Regions from separate parts of the Triticum aestivum genome. Here region 1 is linked to region 2. A link is a contact called in public Hi-C data. All regions are on one chromosome and are shown on one strand. Each heading gives the region's core, a stretch centred on a gene start, on an enhancer-like site or on the middle of the called end of the contact. The rest is flanking DNA. Distances are from core to core; before and after follow the strand shown. Region 1 holds the start of LOC123051912 (probable protein arginine N-methyltransferase 3). Region 2 overlaps LOC123051910 (a long non-coding RNA gene).

What was found. A called contact is a pair of places that touch in the nucleus more often than the background predicts.
Region 1: a contact with region 2 is called in a Hi-C map of leaf, with 4 times the contacts expected there. The contact joins the promoter of LOC123051912 here to the enhancer-like site in region 2. A contact is called at or near these places in 2 of 5 Hi-C or Micro-C datasets (leaf and an unstated tissue) and 1 of 1 datasets of contacts at active chromatin or transcription factors (leaf).

The regions. Positions count from the first base shown.
Region 1 is chr2D:97,816,152-97,820,934 of IWGSC CS RefSeq v2.1, reverse strand. It overlaps LOC123051912 (probable protein arginine N-methyltransferase 3), which reads left to right and starts at 2,939. Exons shown (of 7, transcript XM_044474907.1): 1 at 2,939-3,314; 2 at 3,635-4,087; 3 at 4,215-4,312; 4 at 4,740-4,783. The coding sequence starts at 3,000. It overlaps LOC123051913 (thymidylate kinase), which reads right to left and starts at 2,887. Exons shown (of 6, transcript XM_044474909.1): 1 at 2,739-2,887; 2 at 2,175-2,501; 3 at 1,891-2,002; 4 at 1,741-1,800; 5 at 1,239-1,343; 6 at 612-1,018. The coding sequence starts at 2,428. The coding sequence ends at 908.
Region 2 is chr2D:97,596,913-97,601,570 of IWGSC CS RefSeq v2.1, reverse strand. It overlaps LOC123051910 (a long non-coding RNA gene), which reads left to right. Exons shown (of 7, transcript XR_006424375.1): 7 at 1-296. Among protein-coding and RNA genes, the nearest start is that of LOC123051910, 8.0 kb to the left of the region's middle. Within about 2 kb of position 1,635, at least 4 of the 8 cell types and tissues checked have an H3K27ac peak or open chromatin away from gene starts, as enhancers often do.

The DNA of each region.
Region 1 (4,783 bases), core at 1,690-4,189, 220 kb before region 2:
TGATTATTTTATTGTTGGATTGTATTGAACATAAGTTGCATAATATAATGAAAAACTTTTTCACATACATGCCGTGGTGAGCTTTGATGAGGTGGGGCGTGTGCATATTGAGTCGAATAAAAGTAATGGGGGTCAACTAATAATGACCATCATTGTTGAGGTGGGCTTTTGATGAGATGGCATGTGTTTATGTTGAGATGAATAAAAAGTAGTGGGGATCAGCTACTTAGGTACTCCCTCCGTTTTTATTTACGTTGCGTATTAGGTTGACTGAACAAACATCGTAAAGTTTGACCAAATTTATAGAAAAAGAATATAAACATTTAACATAGCAAATCTACATGATGTGAAAGAACATTCATTAATGAATCTAATGATACTGATTGTTATTTTATATGTTAATTTTTTTATAAACTTTGTCAAAATTTACAAAGCTTGACTTTGACCAAAGCTAATACGCGGACTAAGTAAAAACGGAGGGAGTACTCCGTATAGATCACATGCAGCTACTGAGATAAATAAATGAATTATGGAACGGAAGGAGTATATATGATTCCATATAAAACATAAAAAGCACGCCAGATTCAGTATATGGTCACGAGAACATTATATAAGCTCCATGGAAACAAAGTGCCACTTCACAGATATATTGAGCATCTGCACGCAGGTGTCGGAGTTCATAAATGGGTAAAGCAATCAGCAACGCTGAGTACTAACAGTCAATCACACACACATAAATGGGGAAAGAAGTGATGTGCCTGAATCTCATCCAGTCCACTTAAAGAGATCTAATGGAGCAACAGCCAATTACACACTTTATAGAGATCTAACGAGCAACAGTCAATCACACACTAAAGAGAGATCTTGCCGATGTGACTATGTGGTTTGGCATTTCATCGCGGGAACTCTACCAGGTTAGATTGGTAAGGTGCTTGTCTTGGCATTCTGAAATGCAATTCATGGCAAGTTCTCTTAGCTGTTCTTCCACGGTCTCCATGGGAAGGGAACCATCAACAACCTTCACGAAGGAAAAGGTAATGCAGTAAGCCATTGAATTTCAACAGAGTATATCGCAGGGTCTCTCAATTATTTTCTTCTCTAAATTCTAGACATGTATATTGCTTCACTTTAAGCTCCATCTCCTTGACCTTATACGTGACACGGACTTGAGTTGTGGCCAAAAGAGGCAAAGCAAATGCAATGGCCCTATGTCAGAAATCTTTTGTTGAATAAGTTACCTTCCATGTCAAATCACGGAGCGAATGGTAATGCTCAGCAACTCTCTTTTGGAACTCAACTCTTTCGTATCTCTCACCCCCATAGCCTCCTCTTTCGGCCGCTTTCTGAAACAGCAAATTCACATGTACCATTAAGAATTTCGGATAACCTGAGTAAACAACTGCAGAGAAGGGTACTTTTTGCTACAGATTCTGGGTCTGCAAAGAATTTGCTCAACTACAGATTTTTCATGTTTCCTACCTTAAGCAGAATGACATACAATTGACGCATATTGTTTGTTTCGACACTGAATATAGATGAACATCTTAGGTGCATCACCATCACTGAGTTCTATCTGTATGGTTATTTGATAGGATTATGGGCCTATGGTGGCCATAATCACCCACTATGAGGAACTGAATGACTCAAATGCACAAAAGCATGAAATAAGCATCACAAGCACACATAACCTAAATATCAGTTGCCTTGAACCCATAGGAAGAATTAGGAGCAATGGAGTACCTCCGGTTGTACATCAAGATATATTACAAGATCTGGAGCTAGCAGTCCAACCTCAGGGGCCTGCAACAAGAAAAAACAGGCAATACTTGTCAGCATTTCACACATAAGAAGGTGCGCACCTCAAGCTTGTTAAACAGGTATGTGCCTGACCTTGCACCACCCAATATCAAGTCCTTTAGCAGCTGAAAATGCCACTCCAGAATAAGAGTAGCGGTCAACGACGAGTGTAGTTCCACCAAGTAGCTTGCTTTCCATCAAACTTCTGCACATGACAAACCCAACAAACAGCTCCATATTCAGAACCATACATACATCTGAATTATTGCATATAGTGTGCACACTACAGATCATGTACTCACTACTCAAGAATTCTTTTCAACCTGAATCACTATCAGATTGCACACACTGAGATAGATTTCACAACACGAACAAACCTTTTCTCCCAGCGATTCGCGCTGAAGAGCAAATGGATGGTCCGGTCATCGAGCTGCGACTCGTTGGCGAGGTACGCGGAGATCATCTTCCCGACGCTGGTGTCCCTGTCCGGGAAGCGCCACCCTTCGGTTGCGCAGCCTTTCCCTTCCAGAAAGGACAGCAGCCGGGCGCACTGCGACGACTTGCCACTCCTGTCCAGCCCTTCCAGGACTATGAGCGCGCCGCGGCCGCCCTTGCCGCCGCCGTTCTCCATCCTCGCACCCTGGAACGCGGCCCTGCGCTGCGGGAGCAAGCCGAGGCCACGCGGAGCCGCGATGCTGGCGCCCCTGCGAGGAAGATTGCACGCACAGAGTGAGCTCAAGGTTGTATTCACGCGGTCTGTGGTTGAGGGGAGCTTCAGTCTTGGAGCCTCACCTGCTCCAAGAAGCTGCTCTCCCGGTGAGCCGAACCAACGCAGTCATGCACAGGCGAGTATACCTACGATTCCGCCCTCTATCAGTGTTCTTCCTTACATCGGCGCGACGGTGAGGAAGGGGGGAAGAGGAGATAAGAGGGGATCTTACCTGGGCAGACGGCTGTCTCCGGTGGATGGCGGCGGCGCCGACGGCGAGAGGGAGGGGGCGAGACGAAGGGCGGGTTGGTGGAGACCAGAGACTCGGGTCTTCTCTACGTATTATGGGCCGGGCCCACCTTCCAGTCTCTCTCTTTCGGATATCACGGCCCGGCCCATTCACTAGCCTCATTCGTCCGGGGCTTAAGCTTTCGCCTAGGGTTTAACCGAGCCGCTCGCCGCTGCTCGTCCCTCCACCAAGAAGCAATCGGCCATGGCGACCCAGGCGCGCGAGCTCCCTCCCAAGCAAGAGCTGCCCCGGGACGACGGCGACGACTACGAGGACGACGAGGATGAGGAGGAGGAGGAGGGGGAGGAGGGGTGGGACGACTGGGAGTCGGACGGCGACGACGCGGCGGGCGGCAGCGGCGGCCTCCTCTGCCTGTTCTGCAGCGCGCGGTTCGACTCCGACGGCCCCCTCTTCGCGCACTGCGGCTCCGTGCACGGGTTCGATTTCCACAAGCTCGTGAGGGAGCTCGGGCTGGATTTCTACGGATGCATCAAGCTCATCAATTTTGTTCGGTCCAAGGTGCGTCTCCTCTCCCCCCTTGCTTCCATGACCGCGCTGAGCTTCTTAGCTCGATTGGTTCGCAGTCGAATACGCACAGTTTGAAGCTAATTGCTGCGCTAAACTTTTGTTGTCGTATGAGGTTACCAGTGTCAGGAACCAATCCACTAGTTCCATTTCATGGTTGACTTGGATAGCAATTTTGGTGAAATTTGTGCTTGCTTGCTGCATTCCGTCACTTATGGATCTTATGATTGATCTGTAGGTTGCGTCGATAGTAATTTTGTTGAATTCTGTGCTTGTTTGCTGCATTCCATGACTTATGGTCCTTTGATATGTAGGTTGCAGAGAATAAGTGTTGGAGCTGCGCAGAGATTTCCCAACTTGAGGGCAAGGTTCCATGGGCGGAGGACTCGTACCTGAAACCGTTCATGGAAGATGACTCGCTGTTGCACAGCTTGTCCATCTTTGACGATGAAGAGGACGAGGACTGTGGAATGCCAGTGGTAACAGGGGAGTGTTCAGTGGGCAATGGGAGGTCAGGTGAACTGCAGGGGAATGGTCTAAATACCATTATCGACGATTGTTCTGATATCAGTGCTAGGTTTGAGAAAGCAGTTACTACTGAAAGTAATGGTGGAGATAACAATGGGTCTCTTTCGGAGGAACAGACTGATAGGCAGCTGAAGATTACACGTGCTAGTGTTACTGCCAAGGAAATTAAAAAAGTGGATGACAACTACTTTGGGTCTTATAGTTCATTTGGCATTCATAGAGAGATGCTGGGCGACAAAGTACGTGAACTCTTGTCATATGTGATTAATAGGTCCCTTCAACACATGTGTGTTGGTTTAATTTCATGTATGGGCTATTATGATTCACAAGATCATTTAACTCTCCCACTGTGCCCAACCTTTTCAGGTAAGAACAGACGCTTACAGAGATGCCCTTTTGGACAATCCTAGCCTCATGAATGGAGCAACTGTACTGGATGTTGGTTGTGGTACAGGAATTTTAAGGTATGTAATGTAGGATGTGAAATGCTTTTGCAATCGTGCTTTACTTTGTCTTACCATGACGCCTGATGCTTGGTGGCAGTCTTGGGTTCAGCTCAGGCACACCACAAATAAACTATCACTACTGAGAAAGAAAAACACTGGTAATAATTACGACTTGAACACGTAAAATAAAATAATCCCTTCTTTTGCAATAACTAAATAATAATAATCGCTTGACTAGGTCCAGTGTGCTCAATAGCTTGTTAGTCAGAGTTCTGACTTGGTTTAAATATCTAAATGCAATATTCGATTCACACTGATTGCATGTGGACTAGTGCTCATATCATCAAAGTGCAAGGCTGGTCTTTAACTGATATCGATATTCTTAATAGTGAATTGTCATTCGGCCCGTGCCTTTTGGGCTGTTGCTGACGGATTCTTCTCATAGTCTTTTTGCAGCAAAGGCTGGTGCATCTAGAGTTGTTGCGGTTG
Region 2 (4,658 bases), core at 386-2,885:
TTCCTATTCGGAGATGCAACGTCGTGTTTGCCCGGGTAGGTTTTTACCTTTCATATGGTCATTGCTGCCTCATGCTTTTCTCAGAGAGGGTTTTATCTGTACTGCCGTCTCTCCTCTTCATAGTGCTGCTATGCCTATTGCCACTCGACGGCTTTTTTCTCTATTTCTTTTTTGCTTTCTTTGCGCATGGTCGTGTTCTTGCCCCGGCCATCTTAGTTGCTTGGCTACTTTGGCCTGGTTGTATGGATGTTTGCTTTATAAATAAAGCGGGGTGAAAGCCTATTTTGAGAAGGTTTTATCTGTAGCCTGCAACCTTTGAGCATTCTTAACTACACTGATTTGTATGGCGATAACCAAGTAACGATGTAACATTACTGGCAGGCGGTAGGAAATTAGCTTTCTTTGTCGAGAAGCTTGAGATCTGATTTTATGTCCTGTCAGATTGTCCTGTTCATCTTCCGTATGTTTTGCAGATAATTCAGGAGCAGCTAACATTCCTTGTTTTGCTGACAGTATGTGTGGGTGTGAAAATGTGTATGGTTTTATGTTCTGATATACACACAACCAGTAAGATGTGTCCTTTGTTTTCAGGCTCAGTTGTGTGTTTCCTATGCCTCTCTTATGCTCATTGTTACCATGTGATTAGTTCAGACTATATAATGCTATGTATGAACGTACCTAAATATTTTCCCTTATGCTTCAAGATTTTATGATTGATCTCTAAATATTCTTACTTGCACGGTTTGAATGCTTGGTTCACTCTTGCCCTTTGTGCCATCGGCGCAATGGGTCATCTAGCATGAACAAAGGGCAAGCATATGCTTGAAACAACCGCCATCTATCTATCATCAATCCCATTTTGTGTTTACATATTTTAATGCACACTCTTTCAATACTTAGCTTTCACTCGGCCTTTGTGCCATGGGCGCAACGGGTCATCTAGTGACTACAAACACTAGAGCGAGCCGAAGGTGTGCCACCATCATCGCCACTCCCTTGCTAGAGCCGGGCAAACCTTGTAGTAAACAGTCGGGAAGTCGTCGTGCTAAGGCCCCGTAGAACCACTGCACCATAGCAGCAACCATCGCCGTTGAAGAAAGTCGTAGATTGGAAGAATTAAACCTGTAAACACATAAATAAAGACGAATGAAGATCGGATCAAACAGATCAACTGAAGACTAGCACCGGCGGCGGAGGCACACCTCCACACGCCCTCTGATGATGTTAGACGCACAATCAGGACGAGGATAGAACGTGGGAGACACTATTCCTATCGAGGGACATCGCCGTCGCCACACAACTAAAACCATGACGCTGAACCTAACAAGAATGAGAACGGGGTCCCTCCAATCGGCGGGGGGCTGAGGTCCTCAACAACTCCATGGCTAAAGGTATGCTCTAACTGTCCATCCACAATCGTAGAATTCTCTGTTGTTTGATACAATAGAATCTGGTACCCCAGGGATGTAATAAATTTTGTGATAATAAGCTTACTCAAAGGCAACATTATGCTTTAAAATAAAGAAGCAAGTTTTTTTAGGGGAAAATAAAAGCTAGTGAGAGTTGCTGTGTGTTTAAGCTAAATGGGCCTTTGGTGCTGTCCTGGTCGCCTTCAAGGCCCTAGTACTCACGCGGCCCATCTGCATCCCCGAAATGTCGAGGTACTACGACGGCCCGCTATTGGCAGGAGAACATTTTGCACGCTATTGGCCCGAAATGTCGAGGTTTATATCTCACAGTTAAAATAAGAATGCAGATGGAAAAAAATAATGTCTATTATATGAGGAGAATACGAAAATGGAACAAAAGCGTAGTTCTGAAGTGATAATTGTTGTGCATACCAAGGCTGAAGAGCTAAACCATAAAATAGTAGTTCCGCCAAATGGCTTTGATGTGTTAGTGAGTGGATGGGATATTGCGCGTTTATGAATCCATGCTCAGTTCAGTTATATAAGCACGTGACCATTTCCTGAGACCTGGTGGTGCTGTTCTCCCGGATACTGCAACAACTGTAAGTTTTTTTTAACAATGCCTGCATGTGTTATTTGTCTTTGTTTTCTGCATTTGGTAACTTTTTCCCTCTGTCCATAGCTTGGTGCTGGTTTCGGGAGAGGTGGAACGAGCTTGCCATTTTGGGAAAATGTGTATGGCTTTGATATGTCATCTATTGGGAAAGAAGTAACAGAGAGTTCAGCTCGGTTTCCTGTTGTTGATATTTTTCGAAAAGAGGCGTTTATTACTTAAAAGATTTAAGTATTACACCCGGCCTCTGCATAACTAAGATGCACACAGCTAAATAAGGTCCTCTCACACACACACAAAAAAAGACGAAATACAAAGAAACTTAGAGTCTGTGAAACACCTAAAGCGGAGGGGGCCCAATCCTAAGATCATTCTGCCACCCATGTTGGGTAAAAGTATCCCTTGCTGTATCCTCCAATCGTGTACACACCTCCGTAAAAAGGTCTTGGTTCTCCACACGTTATAGAGAGGACCATAAACGAAGAGTCCCGGTACATCTGTAGATAACCTGCAACAGAGACGTACTTTTATATTTAAAAACCTTATCATTTCTATATAGCCAAAGCGATAATGGCAAGCGCTCCCACCCTGAGAAGAGTTCTACTTGTGATCAATCCCATGCAACCAATTGCCAAATACATTACCAACATTACAGGGAGGATACAAGCCAGAAGCTATTTGGATGACTGACCATATAGAACGAGCTAATTTGCATTGGAAGAATAAATGTTTTATTGTCTCCTCATGGTGACAAAAGACACATTGCGGACTTCCATGCCAATTCCTCTTAATAAGGTTATCTTTAGTAAGAATGACTCCGCGACGAAGATACCATGCAATGATTTTATTCTTAAGTGGTATCTTCATCTTCCAGATCTTCTTATTATTATCAACTGGCACATCAGACTGGATTAACGCTCTATACATAGACTCCGCTGAGAATTGTCCATTCCCATGGAGGTTCCATCGGAATACATCAGACCCATGTGACAATTGCACCGTGGATAACCGCTGAAGCAGAATGTTCCACGATTGTAGTCTGGGTCCAATTAAATCTCTTCTGAACGTCACATTCGGCGAAAATGATTCCATCACCGTGGCGATAGTATCACCCTTGTGGCGCACAATGTTGTATAGAGCCGGATATTGTTCCCGGAGTGTGGCATTTCCTAGCCACTTGTCCTCCCAGAATCTAATTTCCGAGCCGTCCTTAATCAAGAAGGATCCATAGCAGAAGAAATATTTTTTCATAGCCATTAGACCCGCCCAAAAGTGGGAATCCCCAGGCTTCCAATATATTTGGGATACCGCCTTGGAACCCACATATTTCCTTCTTAGAAGGGTTTGCCATACACCATCTTCCGTTAGTAATTTAAACAACAATTTGCCGAGGAGGGCCCTATTCTTAACCTCAAGGTCATGAATGCCCAACCCGCCTTGGTCTTTGGGATGGCACACCACACTCCATTTAGCCAGCGGATATTTTTTCCTCTCGCTATCTCCTTGCCAAAAGAATCTTGATCGGAAGTAATCCAATGTAAAACTCCTTTCGGCAACTGAAAGAAGGAAATCATATATAGTACCATATTACTTAGTACTGAATTTATGAGGACCAATCTTCCACCCAGAGACAACAGTTTACCTTTCCAACTACTAAGTCTTTTTTGCAGTCTCTCCTCGACGTGTTTCCATTCAGCATTTGTGAGTCTCCGATAAATGTATCGGTATCCCCAAATATGTGATAGGAAATTGGCCCAACCCGCATCCGAATAGTTCAGCGTACAGGTGGGCCTCGTCTTGAGCCTCGCCAAAGCAAAACAATTCACTTTTATGAAAATCGATCTTAAGACCCGAGAGTTGCTCGAATGCTGATAAAATCAGTTTCAGATTTCTCGCTTTCTCGAGGTCATGATCCATGAAGAGAATCGTATCATCGGCATATTGAAGTATAGAGAGACCACCATCAACTAGATGATTTACTACCCCATCAATTTGGCCATCAACCTTGGCACGCTCAATCATGACCGCTAGCATATCCGCCACTATATTGAATAGCATGGGCGATATGGAGTCACCTTGTCGCAACCCTTTTTCGTTTGGAAATAGTGTCCAATGTCATCATTGACCTTAATGGCAACACTACCTCCAGAAACGAAGCTATGGATCATAGCGCGCCACTCTGCAGAAAATCCTTTCATTCTGAGAGTCTGTTGAAGAAATGGCCATTTGACTTTGTCATAAGCTTTTTCAAAGTCTAATTTGAGTACCACCCCATTCAACTTTTTCGATGTAATTCATGGATTGTTTCATGAAGGATAACAACTCCATCTAGGATGTGTCTCCCTTGCATAAAAGCAGTCTGTGAAGGACGAACCACGTGTTCAGCAACCGTATTTAGCCTAATCGTCGCAACCTTCGTAAATATTTTAAAACTAACATTAAGGAGGCAAATAGGTCTATATTGTTGTATCCTTTCAGCCTCATTAACCTTAGGTAATAAAATAATCTCACCGAAGTTTAAGCGAAACAATTCTAGTTGGCCAGCATGTAGGTCGCTAAACAAAAGTAGGAGATCCTGTTTGATGACTTCCCAGAAGTTCTGATAGAACTCAGCGGGAAAACCATCCGGACCCGGG